3 separate regions of the Sus scrofa genome follow, and all the other regions are linked to region 2. The links are chromatin contacts, called in public HiChIP or PLAC-seq and promoter capture Hi-C maps. All regions are on one chromosome and are shown on one strand. Each heading gives the region's core, a stretch centred on a gene start, on an enhancer-like site or on the middle of the called end of the contact. The rest is flanking DNA. Distances are from core to core; before and after follow the strand shown.

What was found. Promoter capture Hi-C pulls out the DNA fragments that hold promoters and counts their contacts. HiChIP or PLAC-seq counts read pairs in DNA pulled down with a chosen protein or histone mark.
Region 1: a contact with region 2 is called in an H3K27ac HiChIP or PLAC-seq map of skeletal muscle. The contact joins the enhancer-like site here to the promoter of STIM2 in region 2. A contact is called at or near these places in 1 of 5 promoter capture datasets (fetal skeletal muscle), 5 of 47 Hi-C or Micro-C datasets (brain, embryonic fibroblasts, liver and 2 more) and 1 of 2 datasets of contacts at active chromatin or transcription factors (skeletal muscle).
Region 3: a promoter capture Hi-C map of fetal skeletal muscle shows a contact between it and region 2, with 5 times the contacts expected there. The contact joins the enhancer-like site here to the promoter of STIM2 in region 2. A contact is called at or near these places in 3 of 5 promoter capture datasets (fetal liver, fetal skeletal muscle and liver), 10 of 47 Hi-C or Micro-C datasets (alveolar macrophages, brain, embryonic fibroblasts and 5 more) and 1 of 2 datasets of contacts at active chromatin or transcription factors (skeletal muscle).

The regions. Positions count from the first base shown.
Region 1 is chr8:20,342,221-20,346,441 of Sscrofa11.1, forward strand. All of the region lies in intron 16 of TBC1D19 (TBC1 domain family member 19), which reads left to right. Among named protein-coding and RNA genes, the nearest start is that of TBC1D19, 90 kb to the left of the region's middle. Within about 2 kb of position 2,126, at least 2 of the 83 cell types and tissues checked have an H3K27ac peak or open chromatin away from gene starts, as enhancers often do. A contact at or near this core is called in skeletal muscle, where this site is marked.
Region 2 is chr8:20,454,883-20,458,949 of Sscrofa11.1, forward strand. STIM2 (stromal interaction molecule 2) reads left to right here and starts at 1,461. Exons shown (of 15, transcript XM_003128897.6): 1 at 1,461-2,101. The coding sequence starts at 1,681.
Region 3 is chr8:20,574,493-20,578,762 of Sscrofa11.1, forward strand. All of the region lies in intron 4 of STIM2 (stromal interaction molecule 2), which reads left to right. Among named protein-coding and RNA genes, the nearest start is that of STIM2, 120 kb to the left of the region's middle. Within about 2 kb of position 2,764, at least 11 of the 83 cell types and tissues checked have an H3K27ac peak or open chromatin away from gene starts, as enhancers often do. A contact at or near this core is called in brain, fetal skeletal muscle and skeletal muscle, where this site is marked.

The DNA of each region.
Region 1 (4,221 bases), core at 876-3,375, 110 kb before region 2:
AGTGTGAAAACATTTGGTGTCTCTTATTATATCATCTTGGCCTTCTTTGTTTATGCTCTATACCCCTCTGGATTGCAAGCCTCTTGAGGTTCAGGACCATATTGTTCATTTTTGTTTCTCCAGTATCTAGCTGTAATAGAACCTTAATAAGTATTAATTTGAACTAGATTAGATACTTTAATTTTAGTATTTATGTGTAGCCTTTGTTACATGTGTCCCCAGGAACTTAATTGTCATGTAACTTTTTAAATTTATATAAGGATCAGGAAATAGGAAAAAAATAAAGAGACAAGGAACAGTCAGTCCACTGTCCCTTTACTCTTTACTCAAGGCAACATTCTCTTCTATTACCTGTCCTGTTTTTCAACTGGAACATGAACAGAGCCTAGAATACACAGAGTGAGTCATGCAAACAAGGAGGAGGCGAGCACTCCAAAGGGAACATAGACCCCGTTTGAAGGCTTAAGGAGGAACATCCTTGAGAAGAACAAAAAGACGGCCAGAATGGCTGATGACAGTGAGCAGAATATAAATTGGTACAAGGTGAGATAGGAGAGGTAGACAGAGGCCAGGTCAGGCAGGGAGACCGTTGATCTAAAGTTTCATATATTAAGTCCAACATCTGGGCTTCCTTAGGTGCAGTTTCTAATGTCTTATTTTCCTGTGAATAGATCATTCTTTCTTATTTCTTTGCATGCATAGTAGTTTTTGTTGTTGGTAACTAGGTATCTTGAGTATTATAAGGTGGTAGCTCTGAATATCAGATTTCTATCCCCCCCACCAAGAATTTGTAGTTATTGCTTGTTGTGGTTCGTAGTTGTTTGTTTAGTGAGTTTTCTTAACTACTTTTGTAAAGATCACCTTTTTTTGTATTGAATACCCCTTGAAGTCATAATCAGTTAGTGATTTGACAGAGATTTCCTTAAATGACTGAAACCAAAAAAAGAAAGAAAATTCTGGAATTCCCATTGTGGTGCAGCAGAAGTGAATCCAAGTAGTGTCCATGAGGATGCAGGTTTGACCTCTGGCCTGGATCAGTGGATTAAGGATCCGGCATTGCTGTGAGCTGTGGAGTAGGTCACAGACATGGCTTGGACCCTGCATTGCTGTTGCTGTGGTATAGGCCAACAGCTACAGCTCCGATTCAACCCCTAGCCTGGGAACTTTCATATGTTGCCGGTGTGGTCCTAAAAAGCAAAAAAGAAAAAGAAAGAAAGAAAAGAAAAGAAAAGAAAAGAAAAGAAAAGAAAGAAAGAAAGAAAGAAAGAAGAAAACTCTCCCAGTCTTTGTTGATAGGCTCTGGATAGGGGTACTCCTTCAAGGCTTAGCCAGGCATTTAAGGCTCTACCTTAGCCTTCATTTCTTATTTGCAAAGAGCCCAGAAGTCAGGCAAGAGTGAAAGCTGAAGGTCTCAGGTCTTTTCTAGATTCCCCTGATTACAGAGGAGCTTTTCAAAGCCTTTGTCTCTCTATACATATGCTTCCCAGTCTCTTCCTTCCAAGCCTTTTCAGTTTGTCTACTCCTTGCCCCAGCTGTTATCTCTCACTGCCCCAGGGGACTAAGGCTAATATATTTGCTTTTAAATGCTTTTGATAAATATAACCTGGCTGGCCACTTCAGCCCCATCCCTCAGGTAGCTACTAGACAGGTCAAAACATACAACTACAAATTATTGGTTCAAGATCCATTTGTCCTCTCTGGCATCAGAAGGCTGAACCAGGAATGTGGGTACATGTCTTTATAACCACCAAACTGGAGAGTGAGGGGTGGTGGTAAGGTAGATTAAAATACCACAATCTTCTTTTTCCAGAATTCAACAGCAACTTTATTTCCTTGGTTGCTGTAAGTTCTTTATTAGATTCCAGATTTTTCTTTTTTTTAAGTTGATTCTAACACTTCTAGTCAGCTTAACCATTGCTCTCGTGGAGGGATGAAGTTTTAGAGTTTTCTACCTCACTCTTCTCAGTGACGTCTTTCCTCGAATTCCTAATTAATATTTTTAAAAGATCATCCTGACTACTATGTAGAATAAAAGTGTCACGCTAAGGTAAGCTCCAGTAGAATAAGGACCTTAATAGTTTTGATGACTAACATATCTGGCACCTAGACTCATACATGGCACAAAGTCACTGCTCAGGAAACATTATTGAATGAGTGAGCAGATAAGTGAGGGAATGGATGTAGAAGACTATAGAGGAGCAAGAATAGAAGCAAGGAGGTAAGACTTTTAGGAAAAATATACATGGATCTGACTGAGACTTTTTAAAAAACCGTCATATTTGCTCATGCCGTTTGTTTCCCATAGGACAAAATAAGTAATTGCTAGTGAACATTAGGGAGAGGAGTTTTAGGACTCTAGAGCAGTGGTTCTCCAATAAGAGCAATTCCACCCCCACCCCACCCCCTACGACATTTGGCGATGTCTGAAGACACTTTTGGTTGTCCGAGGGGAGGACGTATTATGAGGCCAGAGATACTGCTAAACATTGTACAGCACATGACAGCCCTTCACCACAAAGATTACGAGAGGCTTTTGGAAGAAATAACAAAAATATATCATTTTAAATCTGCAAGTGTCAGGTTGATAAATAGCAATGTACTTTGTTATCTGTATTAATTAGATAAATTCAAAACATCTCATAATCCAAAATTCATTTCATGTATAACTTTAGACATAAATTGAAAAACCAATTAAAATTCTATTTAACGTGATTTTTAGATTGATATTTAACAATGATTATGTTCTGATGTTTGGGGAAATTTTAACTGCTAAAATAAAGTAACAAAGTTATATTCTGAAATTATAATTCAGAAAGATAACAGAAATAGCTAGAAAACAGTTTGACCATTGTCCTCATCCCAACACTTACTGACCTGTAGGCTACATGTGGAATGAGAATAAACAGAGGAAATGATTATTTCATCAAACGAATTAAATAAACTCTACTAAGTAATCTCTGATGAAAGAGTGTAAAATTTACTTTCACTTGGAATGATGATAAAGTGAATCAGATGTGAGAGTTATGGTACAACTATAAATGCCAAGTATTAATAGAGACAGTGGGGAAATGTAGGGAAAATATTTAGTAAGTGCAAAGCATGTTAATAATATTTGGGGTATTTTCTGAGTCATGTTTACTATTTATATCTCCCCTAGTTCAAGATTTATTTTTGTTGATGATGTTTACCGTTCCGAGCTAAGTCAAAGGTCCATTAAATCATTACTTTATAAAGTTATTTCTATTGAATAGAGTAGGCAGTTAATATTTTAAAGTTTCCTCAGTTAGATTAAAGGTAGGCTGGGATCTTAAAATAACCACTCCAAGCAGACTTGTAGAACTGAGGCCAGATAAGAGACGGTGTCCCAAGCATCCTGATCCCTGTTAGAAGTTCACTCTTGGATGATGGCCAGCTGCACGAAACTTGATCCTTGAGAGACGGAAGTGGGCGGAGAAAAGGAAGGAATTTTGAAAAACTGACCAAGAACATGACAACCTCTGAGATCAAAGACATGTTTTAGGTGGTATGTGTCCTAGAGTATCAGTGAATTCTTCTTTGCTTCTTGTGTCTCCCACGTTTATTTGCCAGAATCTGACTGTCCTTCTTCAATGGAGTGGACTATGTACCCTTTTTTGGAACCTTAAGCCATGAATAATCTCGATTAAGTGAACCCTTATTTGATGCTAAGCAAAAAAAAAAAAGATTTTCTTAGGTTTAAGCTGGTATTTAAATGTGGTATTCTCCCTTCTGAGAACATAAAATAGCCATAGCTAGTGAGCATCTGCTGTGTACTAAATATTATACTGGTATGCTTTAAATACATTAACTCACCACTGCTTTAGTACAACCCAGTGAAGTTAGTATTATTTACCTCCATTTTCAAAAATGAAAATAGGGACTCAGAGAGTGTTGGTAACTTTCCTGGAGACACACAGAATTCAAATTTATGTCCTTATGACTTTGCGGGCTATTTGTAATTTCAACACTGAGTTATCAAGAGCCTGCTGCTCTATATGTTACTTACTTATTCATAAGTGAATATCATACTTTAATATTTTATTTTTAAGCCTTGATTATATTTATAAATGCTCAAATTGCCATCATTAACAACATAAATTGACCATCTTACTTGTAGAAGATACTATACTAGATACTGAAAATAATGCACAGTATGAGTTGTGGCCCTTGCCTCAAATGGCTTACAACCTGACTGCTTATCGG
Region 2 (4,067 bases), core at 211-2,710:
AATTGCCACCTTAACACCAGGTCTATGAAGAAGTCATTGTTGATAGATTGATAAGCTTCAAACAAATTCTTAATTCTTTTCTCAAGTGTGCATCTGCCTTTCCACAGTTGGTGATACTCATGGTTATGGTGGCCAGGCTTCCTAGGAAGTTCTTTGGGAAATTGTGTAATTTGTGTATCTTCTTGGCTTGAGAACAAGCAAGCCAAAACCCAAATCCAACAACAGAAACCCAGTACCAAACGGGTATGGTATAGGGTTCTTAAGGACCTTTGTGCTTAAGAACCCTATATGCAAAAAATTTTTTTAAGAACAACACTCACAGCATATGGAAGTTCCCAGGCTAGGGGTCAATTGTGTTGGAGCACTGAGAAATGCCACAGCCACAGAAATACCCAATCCAGGGGGCAGGTGTCTGCGACCCACACCGCAGGTTCCTGGCATCACTGGATCCTTAACCCACTGATTGAGGCCAGTGATTGAACCCACAATCTCATGGATACTAGTGGGGTTCATTACCACTGAGCCACAACGGGAAATCCCTTATATGCACATCCTAAGTTTGTATCCCTGGAGAGAGAATGTGTGTGTGTGTGTGTGTGTGTGTGTGTGTGTCGCCAGGTGAAGTCTGAAACACCATTTTTCTGTCAACCTATTCAGCTGACAGCAGACTCCAAGGGGTGGGATGCGGTTAGGGAGGTGATGAGTTCAGGTAAGGTTTGACCATAGGAGAGTCAGAGGCTAGAGCAAATCCTGTTCAGTGGTGCGAATCTGACCGTGTCTCCCATTTGTTAGCTGCGGAAACTGGGGTAACAACATTTCTCGGCCTTAGTTTCCATTCCTTGTAAAATGGGGATGAAAACAACGAAACCACCACCTAACTTTTAGAATTACAACGTGTAAATTTGTAAAACGCTTAGGACCTCGCCTGGAATACTGACACGTAGCAGGAGTTTTAAGTATTGGACAAGTAAATAAAACGCTCGCTCTGCTAACCTCCGTTTCCACATTGCTAGCCTCTTTTAAGCCCCACCTATACCGAAATTCTGGAGACGCCAACGTTTCCGATTACAAGGTTTTCGGATCCATGCAATTATTTTTGCTGCCGTCTGCATGGCTAAAACTTGCCCAAAGGATTTCGGATGTTCTTATGCTTCTCTCCGCCCACTTCGTTCCCGCTTGCCCTCCCCGCCGCCTCTGTCGCAGTGGGGGCATGGGTCCGGGAGGGGGTATGCTCATCTTCCCCCCCATCCCCTTCCTTCTGTTTAGCGAAACCCTTAGAAACAACCCCGCGGCTCTCGAGTCCTCCCCGGAACGCCCCCGGGGGCGGGGCTCGGGCGTCGCGCAGGCCCAGTGCAGCGGCGCTGCGCCTGCGCTGTGGAGGGGCTGAAGGAGGCGGGGGATTGGTATGCGAGCGAATGTGTGAGGGGAGGAGGTGTCCGGGCCGAGCGTGGTACTACGACGGGCGCGGGCCGGAGGGGGCGGGGGGATGCGCCGCGGCGGCGGCGGCTGTGGCGGCGGCGGCGGCGCGGGCGCTGGGACTGGTGTTCCGAGGCGCCAGAGCAGCGGATCCCGGTCTCGCTGCCGCAGCAGCGGGGGTGCCGCGCGCGGCCTGAAGACGCCGTACCTTTTTGATCCTCACCCCCCCCCCTTTTTTTTTTTTTTTAAAAATAACCGGAACCAATGAACGTAGCTGGGACCCAAGATCTGGAGGCCGCCGGTGCGGACGGGACCAGGCTGGCGCCCTGCGGGAGCTGGCGTCTTAGGCGGCGGGGGCGGCCCGAGGAGTCGCAGGCGACGGCGGCGGCGGCACCTCGCGGAGCGGAGTGGCCCGTGGCCGGGGCGCCGCCGCGCTTTCCCCCCGCTCCTCCTCCGCGTCCTCATCCCGCCACGACGCCCGGCCCGGCCTCGAGCTGGCTGCTGCTGCTGCTGCTGCGGCGGCGCTGGGCTGCGCTGCTGGTGCTCGGGCTGCTGGTGGCCGGCGCGGCGGACGGATGCGAGCTGGTGCCCAGGCACCTTCGCCGGCGGCGGGCGGCTGGCTCTGCCGGGGCGGCCGCCTCCTCTCCCGCCGCGGCGGCGGGCGACAGCCCGGCGCTCATGACAGGTGAGGGCCCAGAGGGTGGCGGGTGGGGCTCGGCAGGACGCTGCGGGACCCCCCGTCTCCGGGAGCGGCCAGCGCCTCTGCCAGGTGCCTGTTATTCGACGGCCCTGGCCAGTAAGCGATGCCCAGCCGGGTGCCCAGACGCTGGCGTCCTGGCCGCTGCTTCGTCGCGATCCCCTGCACTCCGGACGCCTTCCCTCTTCCCCCACTGACTCCCCGCCCTCGGCAGAGCCTCTCGAAGGCACCCACTTAGGTCTGCTCCTCGGTGTTCCACGCTGAGCAATGCGGTGGTTTCTCTTCCGTGCCGCAGAAGAGCCAGCAGGGTCTGCAGAGCAGGGTACTGGGCTGTGTGTTTTTTGTTGTTGTTTTGTTTTTCTTTTGGAGACTGCTTGAAAAAGTCAGCAGCAGCAGCAATGCGGTATTGAGTCTGCCTCTGGTGTTGCTTTTGCAAAGGCAGCTGGCAGCGAGTCTCACCGGTTCAGAGCCCCACTGAGCACAGTATCCCAGGGGAGTCTGCTAGAGAGGATTCTTTGAGAGCCATAATACCTAGCAGTATTAGTGGTCCCTAATTAGTATGCAGAAACCTCTAAGTCTAATGTGTATTTTTTGAGAGGTGAGAGGAAGACTTTTTCAGTGATGGATAGTATTTGCTAGTGGGAGCATCACCGGGTGACAAAGGGTGCAGAAAGCTCAGCAGGTAACCAGGAGTATACCTACAATTTACTTGGTGCAGAATGTTCAGTGCTTGTATTCGAGCAGCACAGTTCTGATACACTGCATCAGCACCTTTTAAAAAATATGGAACATTCTTGAAATTATTGAAAACTTGCGAACACGTGTGGTAAAGTTAGGTAGCCGACTGAATCCTTTTAAAGCTTTCCCTTGTCCTGTACAGTTGGTAGGTTGTGGTTTAAGTAATGTAAGGATCTTGAAATGGGTTTCTTTTACGAAAGTAGTGGAGTGAAAGTAAGCTTTGGGGTTGTACTTTGTTTTTAAAAGTAATCTGTAGATTTTACATAATTGCAGAACTAAAAAGGAAAAGTAAATGACACAAGATGACCCATCATTCATTTATCAAAAGTGGTAGTCCAGCGGACGTTTGAAAGTTACCAACAGCTGCTGTGAGCGGTGCTCAGGAGCTGTGTTCTTTAGAGCAAGGCAGCTATTCTCTGGGTTCTCTGACAGGATGTTTACTGTGAGGAGGCTGTCGGTACACTTTCCAAGCTCTTTGGAACTTGTAGTGTATGGAACTTAATGATCAGACTATTTAACTTGCTTTATTTTACCCTGAAATATATCAAGGTATCTGCCCCTTACATGGAGCTTGAAACATCAAACCTATCCCTGGGTAATTTTGATAAAATGATTTACAGAATGGTCAGTATCAGGAGTGTAATGTGGTTTGAGAGGATAAGTTGGGTGGTATTATTCTTGAACATATAATTCTTACAGTGGTTGTTTTGAAAGTAACAAGGGAAAACTGTAATGTGAAGGTGTAATGTCTCATGCAGGAGGGAGTGTGGCTTTTGGTTTCTTGAGCAGAAGGTTTGGTTAGTAACTCATGGAAGGGCACATAATTCAGAAAATGTAGTGTTTATTAACCACACGCAGTGTATTGTATATCATGTAGACTGTATCAAGAAAATTAGTTAAGATGGAATTGTATTTTGCTAAGTTGTTTATAATCCTTCCTTTTGAAGACTAAATTCCTCTGAGTTATTTATGGTATGGTGAAAAAGGAATGGTGATTGTTAGTGCATAAAAAATCCGATAGATCACACAAAACGAGTTTGTGCTGTAGTGCTTTAAAATAAGTTTACTCTGATCATATTAACCCTGGGATTAATTTTTAATATTCTTATTCTTTTCCTTTGTTAGAACATTGATTTTTGACAATCCCAACTTCTCCATGTAAAATTTAGGATAATCAGACTACACAGTGTACAAGTTAAGTTGTTGTCACTTTAAT
Region 3 (4,270 bases), core at 1,514-4,013, 120 kb after region 2:
CTCATCATGCCTCTGTTACTGTGAAAAGTCCATAAATGTGTGTCCCCACGCCCTTCGCCTCCTGGAGCTTTGGTTCTGGCCACCATCCTGTCCCCACTCTCCCCTGTCCCACCCAACTTTCTCTGCTCCAGAACCTTGCTCCAGCTCTGAATCCCTTGATTATTTGAAATCTTACCCTTCAGGCTGTTCGAACCCCCTTTTCAAGTCCTAGGAGTCACCCTCTCAATGGAGAACTGGCATAGCTCCACTGGGCTACTGTGTTACTGCCTCCAGGCCTTCAGTAAGCCACAATGCTGCCTTGAAAGTCTTTAATGGAATCCTGAATGCATTAATGCAGTTACCCATGGCTGACTGCTCATATGTAATGTTTAACTCTTGAATTACTACTAGTACTATATGTCCGGAAGTTTGGCTTCTAAGAGAAGATGTGTTTTGAGTTTTAAATAGTGAGCTCTTGTTTTAAATCAGGAGTCACCTATATCGGCAGTGAACTTGCAGTCAGAAGATTAAACGGTGTAACTCCATGAATGTAATTAATGGCCTCTCTTGGCCAGGTTCTCTGTATAAGTAAGATAACAGCTGTCTCTCAAATGTGGTTAGGGGGGTGTTAAATGAGAATGTATGTGAAAGTGTATAGAAAAATGTAAAATCGTGTATCAAAGGAATGTGGCATTATGGTGGGAATAATCACTGTGTTCAGTAAAAGGAACTCATCACCCAGAGGATTACAGGCATGGAGTATTAGATTAGAGTATGTGATAAAGCCTACGGAAGACACATATACATGTAATCAGGGGGCACAACGAGGGCCAACTGTACTCTGGAGAGGGATGGGTAGGCAGAACTTCAGGGAGGAGTGGGGTCCTGATCTGAGTCCTAAAGGCGAAGGAAGAGCAAGCCCTGCAAAGAAGGGAGGAGGGCAGAGTCAGAAAACTGCGTAAATGGCTGTAGGTATGGAGCATAAACTGTCTACTTGTGGTACCTAATTTGGTATTTAGCACCACTTATCTAACTCTGAAGAGGCGGTGTTATCGTACAGGAGTTAACAGCTCTAGCAATGGACTTGGTCTGATACCTGGTTTGACCATTTAGAAATCTGTTTCATCTAATTAAGAACTTCAAGAAAGTTATAGGTTCAATATGATGTGAGAGTATATACTTGAGGGTGGTTGCAGTGGTTGTTTGAAATAAGTTTTGTAAATATCCTGGCATTTAATAAACACATAGTAAATGTTAGGAGCAGTTTTTGTTGCCTTTCCGCAAGTTCTTAGAGCTAATTTTTCCCTCTCAGTATTCGGTAATCTACTGTTCTGGGTTAACAGTTTAGCAATATCTTAAACACCATCTCTTGTTTATTAGAATGGAATCATAAAAATAGAATTTGAATGAATTTTAAACATGGAGCAGCTCAGTTTCATTATTTTGTGTCTTGAGAAGCTGAGTCACAGTTAAATAGCCTGGCTGTAATATCACAGTGAGTTAGTGGCACAGCTGGGAATAGAATCACGTCTATTTGCTTTCCAGAGTTCTTTCTTTTGGTCTTGGAATAAGTTGCCAAAAATCACTCAGACACACCAACCTATAGCATTGGCTACAGTTTCCAGCAGAGACAATGTAAGTTAACAATATAGAAACTGACATTTCTGTAGCTTTGCAGATAGATTAAAAAAATATATATATAAATTTTTAAGGAATACCGTATCCTTCTCTGCTTGCCTTCTGGTAGAAATGCCATTTAGCAACAGCACGTGCAAATAAACAGTGAGAGGTGGGTAATAAGAAACTGGATAATTCTATCTTTTAATTTGTTATTAATTGAAGTGTAGTTGATTTATGGATAATTCTTAAATGACTCTTATACCATCAAAAGCTTCTTATACAGACAAATTCGTATTTCTCTTTCTTTAGGTCTTCTTTCTAAAGTGCGAAAATAGATTTTTATAATACTTGTCAATTAAACATGTTCTACTCTTATTCAGGAGATCCAACAGATAATTTGTTGAGCACTGTTTATGTGCCAAGTGCTAGGGATAGAACGGTGAACAAGAAACTTATACTTTAGTGGTATAAAGAGATGTTGAAACAATAATCTTACAAATAAATAATTATAATGTTAAATGCTATGCCTAAAAGTACAGAGTGATGTATGATTGTATAGCAGTATTTGAGAAGCCTCCCCTAAGGAATTAAAGTTTTAACTGATAGGAAGGCTCAGTAAGGTAATTAGGCAAAGATAAGTCAGAGATAGAGGAAAAAAAACAGAAACAACATGTGCAAAGGCCCTGAGGAAGGACATCGTATTATCTCTCTTAAGAATTGAAAGATGACTGTTGTATTTGGAGCAGAAAAAGCTAATATAAAATGCAGGTCCTGGTTAAGGGAAGTGAAGATATTTACTAGGCATCCCCAAAGAAACCAAACAGCACAAGAGGAAATGAACCTCTCCCCTAAAGTAAACTGTGTGCTCTCTTAGAATTTTGTTGTTTTAAAGATTCATTGTAAAGAACATTCACTTTAGAACCACTGTAATATTCTGTTAGCTAGATAGAATAGTACCAGGATTTGGGAACTTTACACATACTCTTTGGTTTGGTTTTTCTTCTTTTCTATCTTGGCTCGTTGGGAACTGAGGGACTATTTTGATGTACAGAGTGTTTAGATTAGGGACTTTTGCTGTTGATCAGTTGAACAGCCCATAGAAATGACAGAGAGGATCTTATCCTGTTTTCTTGGCTGAGGTTTTTGTGTGGGTGTGCGAATTGCAGCTGCACTGTCGGTTTCTTGGCAGTCAAGACAAGGCAATTCTCAATGCTGTTCATCTTGAATAGGAATAAACACAAGTGTAAAAAGGCTACTTTGCATGTATTAAATTCAGTGGAAAGCACCCAGAGCCTGAACCTTTGGCTGATAATAACTTAAATTATTTGGCTAAATGGATACAGCAGCCTCAGGCACATGTCCAAACTTATGATTGGAACACATGAAGGAGAGCTCATTAAAAAAATAGTCAAAGCTTTATCTTAGTATACAATTATCACTTATGGTATATAATTTAAAACTTAATTTTTATTAATTTTGTGTTTATGGTTTGTTTAAGCGTTTCCTCTAAAGAACAGTTAATGAAAAAGGCAGATTATAAAAACCTAGCTTTGCTTGCAAAAGTGAATTCTTAATTTTCTATAGTTTATCAGAAAGATCTCATCTCGGATTTATCACAGAGGGATCCCAGATCTGCTTTTATTGTTCACTTGTTTTCTTCACTGTCCTCCGGCCTTTTCTGTGATCTATAAGCACTTTGTTTTTCCAGATCCTCAAATTAAATGCAGCCAGAATGGAGCTCTTCTTTTTTCAAACACACTTGCATTCTTTCTTTTGGATAAACTCATCATTGTTGTTCATATTCTTCGAGCAGGACTATTTGAATTTCCTCCAGTGTTTAACTGCTTGCTTCTATCTCTGCTGTTATTTAATATTGTTGCTCTCAGAGTAGCATAGAATCGGGTCCTGGGTTAATTGGCCTGGCCAGATCCAGTCCCGCTCTTGACTATCCAGGTCCCATTAACTTCTCAGTTTCTTATCTTCAAAATGGAGATAATCATGTTAGTGCCGCATAAGTTACTGGGGTTGTTTGTTTGTTTGTTTGTTTAAGGCTTAAAGGAAAAAATGCATATAAAGGGCTAAATTCAAAATAAGTGTTGAGGAAAGAGATTTTAGCTGTCCTTTTCTTCATGATTTACAATCTATGAATAGCTATCTTCACCCCTTCTGGGCCACTCATTCAGTTTAAAGACCATATAGTCTCTATTCCTAACCTCACTCCTCCCTAAGCTCAAGACTTATCTATCTGACTGCTACTGTATATTTGCATTGAAATACCTAATACATACTTTAAACCGAACATCTCTAAGATCAGAACTCTCAGCCTCTATCACCTGCCTGTACTTGTCTCCCCAGTCTGTTCCTCCTCATTCTTTCCTAGCTCAGTTAGTAGCCCCGCTCTCTGTTTTTGTTTGTTTGTTTGTTTTTGGCTTTCCTTTAGCTACCAGCCCCATCCATTTCATCAGAACATCTAACAGCATTTTCCCCAGAATTTGTCCTGAGTCTCACCACCTGTCACTATAACTTCTGCTAGCATCTTGCTCCTGGGCAGTAACCCCTTTTGTATAGACAGTTAAAGAATGAATGGTCTTCTTATTTCTCTTTGATAATAGTCTTGTCTCCCACAATTCATTCTTCACATTGGAGAGTGATATTCTAAAAATATAGATTA